2 separate regions of the Mus musculus genome follow, and region 1 is linked to region 2. A link is a contact called in public Hi-C data. All regions are on one chromosome and are shown on one strand. Each heading gives the region's core, a stretch centred on a gene start, on an enhancer-like site or on the middle of the called end of the contact. The rest is flanking DNA. Distances are from core to core; before and after follow the strand shown.

What was found. Hi-C and Micro-C count contacts between places; a contact is called where the count stands out from the background.
Region 1: a Hi-C map of the G1E-ER4 cell line shows a contact between it and region 2, with 2.1 times the contacts expected there. The contact joins two enhancer-like sites. A contact is called at or near these places in 3 of 484 Hi-C or Micro-C datasets (the AML12 cell line, the G1E-ER4 cell line and MC3T3-E1-derived osteoblasts) and 1 of 115 datasets of contacts at active chromatin or transcription factors (astrocytes).

Annotation. Positions count from the first base shown.
Region 1 is chr1:69,745,040-69,749,723 of GRCm38.p6, reverse strand. No RefSeq gene overlaps it. Among named protein-coding and RNA genes, the nearest start is that of Gm29822, 40 kb to the left of the region's middle. Within about 2 kb of position 2,948, at least 10 of the 459 cell types and tissues checked have an H3K27ac peak or open chromatin away from gene starts, as enhancers often do. A contact at or near this core is called in the G1E-ER4 cell line, where this site is marked.
Region 2 is chr1:69,342,458-69,347,432 of GRCm38.p6, reverse strand. No RefSeq gene overlaps it. Among named protein-coding and RNA genes, the nearest start is that of Gm28497, 86 kb to the left of the region's middle. Within about 2 kb of position 2,357, at least 1 of the 459 cell types and tissues checked has an H3K27ac peak or open chromatin away from gene starts, as enhancers often do. A contact at or near this core is called in the G1E-ER4 cell line, where this site is marked.

The DNA.
Region 1 (4,684 bases), core at 1,699-4,198, 400 kb before region 2:
TTATATTCTTCTAAATGATAGGCTATCAGGCAACTCTGTGTGTATTCAATGTCAGTTCTTCCATCTGTACTGACACAGAACAATCACTAGCTATACATTTAATAGGTAAATCCGAGGAGCATTTGTGAAAATGCCTAATACACTACTAACTTCATACACATACACAGATAGGTAAATGAAGAGATATGTACAAAATATTTCTCCAAATAAGTCTCTGAAACTGGTAACAGTGGTTGTCATTCAAGGAAAGAAATATGTAGAGAGAAATAGGTAGAAAATTCTTTTCTCTAAATACCTGAATACAATATGCACAGGTGCAATATGAACATGTAATGCCTTAAAATATCCACATATATGTGTAATATGAACATGTACACGTGATGCTTTATATTAATCAGCACCTCTTATGCGAAAATAACCAAGGAACTTAAAATGATTTAAGCCCATGACAAGAGTGGAGACAGAATGAATATTTACTAAACAATAATCAAATCTATTACACCTAAGGATTTTTTTATCTATCTGTTTCTTTGAAATGTTCCCTAAATGAGTCTCCGTTTAAGTGAGTATTTACTTTGATCTGCTAAGTCCTCCCTGATCTCTTTGCCAATCACAGCTCCTTACATTCCATTTGCTTTACTTAGTTCGCTCTTCCTCTTAATAAAATAAATATTTTAGTACATAATTCTTCCTGTGAGAGTCCTGGAGTAGCAAACTCTCACTGTCTGTACCTTGAAATGTGCTGAGAAGGACAACTTGGCTAGTTATACAGAAGAAGTGGCTGGAGATTAGATGTAATAATTGACTGAGTAGTTAACTATATCAAAATATGAAATCACATCCCTGCAAAGTATTTTACCCAACAGCTAGAATTGTGGAAGAAACCGACTCCATAAGAAAGAAAGAGCCAATTTGGCTACCCTCAGACAAATCTGAGAATTGAAATGGCAAAACCTGCTATCAGAATCACTTGTCAGCTTTCCAATCTAAGAAGACAGCCGTATACCTGCTTGATTAGCTCAAGGCATCATCATTGAGCCAGTTGTCTGGCAAAATAAATCCTATGTACCACAATTAACCTATAGTTAATGTTATTTACTCTACATTCAAAACAAGTATCAAATCGATTATGCATCAAGAGAAAGTATAAAATTCCCACACACCTAATATGCTTTCCTTATCTATAAAGACAACTTTCTGAAAAATGGGCATTCTAATGATGCAGAATAGTGGATTGGAAAGCTACAGTGAACCAGGCTAAAGACTAATACCATGTACCTGTCATAAAGTCTTAATTCACTGTATACTCTTAAATGAGTGAATTAAAAGCTTAGGGACTAGGGTCCACTGAAATATATCCTGATTGACAAAAAAAAAAAAAAAAAAAAAATGGTTGAGGGCAAAAATCCATGAATTCTCTTGGTAATATAAAAGAGATAAAAGTTTAGGGAGATAAGAATGTCAAAGTAAATATATGATATGTATGTTTTTCCATCTACCTTTGTATTGTGTCTCATTTGAGACCTTCAAGCACATTCCTTTAACACACTGAGGGGCCACTGGCATCTTTGAATGGCTAGCTCTGCAAAGTCTGACCTCCAAAAGCTGGGGAAAGGGATGAAAAATGCCATCATTGAAAGAGACTTGCAATGGCCCTTAAGTGGCAGTCTCCCTGTTAGTTACCCAGAACTGGTAACTAAGCCCAAACAGTCAGGGAAAAAGAGTCTGAAGTAATCTTACTCTCTAAATATAGTAGCAAGTAATTGAGTAAATCATAGAATCTCGAGATAAAAAGGCAGCTGGACTGGCAATCCTCTCCCACTAACTGCCATCAGCTGTACTTTCCTTCCCTGTCTCTATAAACAGAGAGCCAGGCAGAGTGAGGTAATTTTTAATCCACCCTCCTCTCCTTGCTGGAGCTAGGAGAAGGCAGTGAGGTGGGCTGGACTCTTCCCTTTCTAAAGACCAATAAGTAAAAGCGTGATCACTTATAAAAACATGGAAGCACCTGTCAGAGTGGAAAGTAACATATTCTCTACTTTAATCACTGGACTCTTTGGTTTTCCCTGAGCCAACTACACACAAGAAAAAAAAAATGTAGCTGAAAAAACTGATGAATGGACAAACACAAGAAGAAATGTCTTCATCAGCTCTGTCATCATTTGTCATTAGTGAGGTTTGTCTAGATATCCAGTGATTCAAGAACTACAAATAGAAGGTAGCCAGGGCTGGATGATCTTACTGGCCTTTACAAAATCACACTGAGGAAAAAAACAGTGAAGAGTAGCCCTGGAGGACAGTAGTGGCAGCTGAAGAGCACAGTCTTAGTACAAAGAGTGCCATAGAAACAAAATCTTTGCCCAATGCTGCTACAGCATGGCAAAGTGTTAGCTGTAAGCTGAAAAAACTTACTAAAAAAAAAAATGCATTTATTCATTATGTGTATGCATGTGTGTATGGCCTTGCATACTCACATAGGTAAGGGGGCATGTCTGTATGAGTATGCATCAACATAGGCATATGTGTGCATGTGGAGGCCTGAACCTGACATTAGGAACCTTCTTATATCAGCCTTCACTGTCTTTACTGAAGCAAGTTCTCTGAACTCAGAACATGTGGTTTAGACTGATCGTACTGGCCATCCTGTTCTGGAAAGTTCTTGTGTTTTAACTCCAGATCTCTGGGATGATAGCCACCCCAAACACCCACTTTTACAAGTGTGCTAGATATCCAAACTTAGGTCCTCATGCTGTGAGGCAAGGGCTTCACTGGCTGATCAACCTCCCGAAGCCCCAAGGAAAGCTTTTGAAACGGTTGTTTTATACTCAGCTCAAAACAGTGAATGAGTTAATTCAGTAAATAATTCATAAACACTGTAGCGCTGAAAGTGGGCGAGAGAAAGAAGAGGAGATAAGGAAGGCCACCAGCTGTCAGCTTCCCATAGCTTTGAGAACATTAGTCTGATCAAGGGGAAGGGAGTGTCCAAGAAGGAAGAAGCTGATAAGATGGTGGGTTGAAAAGACTTTAAACTTTTGAGGGAGACTGGAATTTCCAAGTGAGAATGTTCTGGAGGTCACTGGAAGTGCATGAAAGAAAGTAAGAAGGAGCCAAGGGTGATTGCTCTGGTAGGCTGGCTGTTAAAGCTACCATCATCACCATCAACTCTTCTACATAAACAACCATGCATTCTCATGGCACAGCACTCGCTCAGACGTCTCATTGATTCATAATAAAAGCTGCCTTTTGTCTTCTTTGAACACAACAGAAACTTTACATTCATGTATTTGCCTAAATTTATTTTTACTATTTCATTAATGAGACAAACTTACATTTAACGATCATTTCCACTTAAAAAATAAATAAATAAATAAATAAATAAATAAATAAATAAATAAATAAAGCAAGCATGCCTCTCTTTTCAGGAAAGCCAAAGTCTGTTGAAAGTTTTTTGTCACTTAGTAACTCTGGCTTTGCTATTCAACCAACCCGACTTGGTCCTTCCTGGCCAGATGAGTCTCTGTCACGATACCATGAGAGAAGTTAAACTTCTAAACTTAAGAGATGTGAGGAGGGCTTTACAAGACTGGGGGAGGAATGAACAAGAGCCTAATTTCCTAAGTACGCAATCTTTCTCAGCCACACACACTCACACAAAGTTACAAATTTGACTTCTCAGTTGAACAATTTGAGGCATATAAACCAAAATGATCAGGCTGTTCATCCAATGGGGTGAGTGTGTATATATGCCTGCTCATGGTGTTTAATAAAGCACAACTTGATATGAATAAAGAGTAAAATCTACCTTTAATCTGAGAGCAAGGGTGCCCCCGACCTCCTCCCCACAACACTATATGACATTTGGCAGCTCATTATCACACTTCACAGAATCTCATGTCAGCATGTCAGATTTCTCTAAATTTTGACAGAATTAAAGTAGTGCCATTTGATATAATTGATATTGTACAGTTAATCAGTTGGTGGCTCCATCACACACAGTCACATTCTCAAAAGGCTTAATTACTGAACTGTGAAGATTTTCTGCCATCTGGAAGTTCCTTCCCAAAGTTCTGTTCCTGAATTTTATGTAGGGTTCACAAAAATAACTTGGTCCATTTAGAAATCATGCCCTCGATTTGGAAATTAAAATTGTTATTTTTGGAGTCTCGCTTGGCCTAGAGATCACAGAAACCTTATGGAAAATAAATGTGCAATGGCAGAGGAGACAAGAAGGAAATAAATGAATCGATTTCAGACTTTAGTTCTGCCGCTTGCTCATCTTGTGACCTTGGTTAGGATGCTACGAAGCTCTGTGCCTCGGTTTCTTCTTCTATAAAATAAGGATATGAACATCACCAACACTCCTTGGGATGAGAATAATGATTAAATGTTTAAACTATTGAGAGGCCTTTAGACACATCACAGACCTAGTGCAAGTACTCATTATGATTACTGTAACGATTTGAAAGTTAGTTTAACCTCAGAACTAGTCTCATATAGAGAGAAATTTTCTCTTCAAAAGCTGATTTGGGGGAAGCAGCTCCCTAATATGATATGAAAATTGTATATGCATGCACTGAAGTTGAGTCTCTTAGAAAGCACTAAAGAGACATAAAATAGTGGGTAACTTAAAGGCCATCCAACTGAAAAATCATAAAGAAACCTGATACCAACAAACCTGATGGTT
Region 2 (4,975 bases), core at 1,108-3,607:
CTTTTTCTTGGGAGTAGAAAGAGTGTCACCCTATACATTTGTCACTGTGAATTGAGACCGAAGTGACACATGGGCATGTTAAAATTGTAACATAGAAACCAGGCCAAAGAACATATGGGATACTCTAGACAGAGAAAAGAGTGTGATTCTCTTACCTAGACCCCATACAAAGGTGGATACCTTAGCATACAATACCAACAACCCCAAGCAACATACCTGTCATCTGACACTTGGTGTGACTGGCAAGGGCTGACATACAGAGATCTCCTGACTGTCCTGGGGGTTTCCCTTCTCTTAGATTTGAATATATTAACATCTTAAAACATGATTATTTTAAATCTTCATAGGCTTCTGTAGCAAAATATGTAGCAAATATTTTTGCCATAACAAATATATGACAAAACTAGAAGGAAGGTGCATTTATGAACAAAAGAAATTTATTTCCTGTGATTCTAGATGTTGAGAAATCCGTAGTCAAGATACATTTAGGTCCAGTGTTTGGTATGGGATCACTTTCTTTTACATAGATAGCATCTTCTAGCTGTGTTTGTGAGTAGAAGAAGAAGTAAGAAGTCTCTCCAGGCCCTCTTGAATAACAGCATAAATCCCAGGCATGAAGTTTTCTTCCTCATGATATAATAACCTCCCTAATTTACCCTACCTCTTAATACCCTCATTTTAGTATTAGGGTTTTCAACATATGAGTTGGAAGTTGGGGCACAAACATTGAATGCATGGCCAGTAGACAGATGACACTCTTAAAGATGAAAGAACTTGAGGCAGGGAGGTCAAAGTGCCAGATATTAAAATTGCCAATACATAGTGTTTTGGTTAATAATGGTGTCTAAGAATAAGAGTAGGAGTATTGTAAGGGCAAAGAGAATGACTAAATAGGGAGAAGATGAATAGCTGAGGATAGACCATGTAGGAGACCAGTAGAGGTTGCAACGAAGGCTGTAAAACTGCAGCCAGCAAGGAGGAGAGGAGTTAGAAGAGTGATGGCTTTAAGGAAACAGAACACATTTTCAAGAAGGGAGTTCCAGAGTCGCTCAAATGCTGTGGGATCTAGTTAGGAAACAGGAAGTCTTTCAAGTTAGGTGTGATTTGAGTATTGTCTTGAGAGCACTCTATCATAATGTAAAAGACACGACTTGGGGCTGGAAAGCAGCTCAGTGTTCTTGCAGAGGACACAATTTAACCTGCAGCATTCACAGGCAGTGTACAACCACCTATAACTCTAGCTCCATGGGACCCAATGCCTTCTTCTGGCTTCTGCATCCATCTGCATTCATGTGGCATTCTCTCTCATAGACATAGGCATATACACATTTAAAAAAGACAAAGCATGCCTTATAAGGATGAAGGGGATCACATCATGCTCAGAAATCAATTCTAGATGCACTAAGCTCTTGAATTTTTACTATTTGAAACATTTAGGGGAACAGTATAGAGTGTCTCTTGTCTTCTATATGAAGAAAGAGTCTTTAAACCAGAAACAGAAGGTACTGACGTTGGAGAAAAGCTGTTAACTTATCTAAGTCACTTGAATGAAGGGCAAAAGTCTCCCAGTAAATCTGAGATGAATTCTAACACATTAAATGAACAAAATGCAGTCCCCTTCAGTTTATGCAGACTAGTCAAAAAAAAAAAAAAAGGCAACAGCATAGAAAAAGAGAAGTGACACACACAGACATGAGAAGAATGAGAAATGCATTGGAGAGAAGGTGCTTGTCTCAATGTCAAGGAAAACTCAGGTTAGGACCATAATTATATATGATTCTGTAACTGTTAGGTTGATAAGCAAGCCATGCCTCTCTGCATGAAGCTCCCCGAAAACCTGGTCACTGTAGGTGGGATAGTAAAGGATGCAGTAACTTAATAAAACAGTCTGCTCATTACATGAAAAGCTGGGCATTTATATTTTCTATAGTCTAGTTGTATATTACTGTCATAGTCCCAAACTGGGTAAGTCCTTTTGTAAGTATCAACCATGCTAAAGGTTTTAGTCAGCTGATAGATAGCTAATCAACGCAACACATCTTAGCATTATCATATGCGTGGCTACAAAGGGAGGAAAGAGGAACAGTGGATTGTTTCTGATCTTTCTCTCATAGTTTTTGGACATCAAGCTTCTCACATTTGCCCCTGTGATTGGTATACAGTCATTTTGCTCCTGGTTGGGTTTTATTCTTGTATCGCGTGTATAGTTATACAAATAGATGCTGACCTTAGCTTTCTGCACAGCCCCTTCCCACTTTGCCTCATTTGTAGTCATTTGTTTTTCACAAGCCTAGGGCCAAGGCCAGTACTTAAAGCACACTTTCTATGAGCAATAGGGATTCTGGACTTGAACAGAAACTGATGATAGGTATTTGGTGTGGGAAAAGGACTGAAGCCCTGAGAGCCAGCAGAAAGAATACAAACAGGCAACCTTGGGAGGTAGGAGGTTGGGGGCACTCTCTAGAATGTACCAGAGACCTGGGAGGTGAGAGATTCTCAGAAATCAAAGGATGGACCTTAGATGAAATGCCCTACACTGGGGAGAGGGAACTTGTAGAGCCCGTCTCCAGCAGAAAGACAGGGAGGGCATCAAGCGAGGGATGGGGTTGCCATCCCACAGTGAAAACTTTGACCCATAATTATTCCTGTCTGAATGAATTACAGGGATGGAAATGGAGAGGAGCCCCAGAAAAAGAAGGTCCAGTGACAAGTCCAAAGTGGGATCCAGTGCAAAGGGAGGCCCTTAGGCCTGATACTATTACTGAGGCTATGGAGCACTCACAAAAAGGGACCTGTCATGACTGTCCTTCAAAAGACCCAACAAGCAGCTGAAAGAGTCAGATACAGATATTTACACTCAATCAATGGACAAAATCTGCTGACCCCTGTGTTTGAAATAGGAAAACCTGAAAGAAGCTGAGGAGGGGGGCGACCCTGTAGGAGAACCAACAGTCTCAATTAATCTGAACCCCTGAGATCTCTCACACACTGGACCACAAATCAGGCAGCATACACCAGCTGATATGAGGCCCCCAACACATATACAGCAGATGACTTCAGGGTCTGGGTTTAGTCAGAGAAGATGCACCTAACCCTCAAGAGACTGGAGGCCTCAGGGAGTTTAGAAGTCTGCTGGGGTGGGAGGCATCCTCATGGGGCTAGGGGGTGGGCAGGAGGTATGGGATGTGGAACAGTTGAAGGGTGGACTGAGAGGGGAATAAAATTTGGAGTTTAAAATCAATCAATCATTCAATCATAAAAAGATTATAAAACAGAGTGGTGGTGCCTGGTTTACTGACTTGCAGTGCATTCTGGCTTCCTGGAAAACAACCCATTTTACTTAATGCCTTTGTGGAATGATGGACACAATCGTAAGCAAGAAGGATGCTGTTACTTATGGGTTTTGTATGCATGGTTCCATGTGTTCCTCAGATGTCACAGCTGTGTGGAAGAAAGTCCAGAAAGAGTATTGCCAATATTATTTTTCATTTTTAGTAAATATTCAGCGGAGGCTGAATCAATGGCCCCATTAAAGAGTCTTTCAGAATTGAATCTGAGTCATCTTCACATTTCTTCTCTAGCCCGTTTGGTTTTCAGACAGACTGACTAGTTTCTTGACTGAGTGGTTTCAACCATGACTCAATCTGAGGAGCCTGTGCTAAGCCTGTAGCTGTATTCCATCATTTGCAGAGGGTATAGTGAGCATCTCTAGAGATAGGAAACCTTCAAAGATCGTTATCATCAAAAGACTGGCCGAATCTATAGCTGTGCATGGCTTGCACTGTACTATATACAGCAAGGTTTTCAGAAAGACTGCTGACACCTCAGAATCCAAAATGAGTAAATATTTTAAGGAAACAGCCAGAGGAACATGTCACAGAACGCAGAATCTGAGGTTTCTGCCATTCATGGTGGACAGCATTTTTATTTTCCTTGCATGTGTACTGAACATTATATTGTATTAAATTCTTTTGGGTATAGTTTCTTAGAATCAATCTGTAAGAAAAGCAAGAGACCACCATCACCCTATTTTAAAGACTAAGTTGAGATTTAAAGATGACAATCCACTTGCACCTAGTTAAACCACCAATAAATAGTGGAGAAAGGACTGGATTCCAGCTGCATTTTTCTAAAATCCCAAGTCCAGGGTCCTTTAACTACATAAAACTACCAAGTTACCATGCAGACAGGAAAAATGTAAGGATAATTTTCCCACTTATATATTTTTGACTAATCTTGCTTGCCCTCCTTCCCCCCAGCAGTTACATGCCACTGTTTACTTAACTAGCCATTAGTATTAAGTAATTTTTATCATAAGTTTCATAGGGGATGTACACTCGTTCTGTTTAGCTGTCTAACATAACTCAAGTAGAAGGCCATTTATATATTTTTATACATTGCTCTGAGCTATTCTTCAGAATTATCAGCTTTCCCCTCTCACTATGAACAGAGACAATGTGTGACAACTAAGTAGGCAGTGGTATTTGCTAGGTGTTTTACAGGCATTATCTAGTGTACTCCTTGGACTGCCCATTTGCAGGTAGATACTGTTATTGTCTTTTATGGATGGTAATGGGAACTCTAGTATCTAGATAATCTTTTGTACTTCATCTGTCCAATACATGTGCTAAAGTTTGAACAGTCTGCCTTATTTCATGGCTCATCTGCACAGTTTCATATTGCCCTGTAGAAATTTGATATTTATAAGAGAATAATTTAAGCATAGGAAGTAATATCAGTGAACACTTAGTGACTCATTATAATCTAGGTGAAGATTCCTAATTTTAAGTAAAGAGGCAGGAAAATCTTGGGTTTTGAGTAAAATCTGGCTTAAATACAGAACGTAAGAATCTCACATCATTCTTATAAAAGTAACAATGAAATGAGGGTTACAGAATATCCGACATGGGGTTGGAACTGAATAAAGTTTGCCTTTCTCAGTCCTTACCCTTTGCTTATGTAATATGCCACTCAG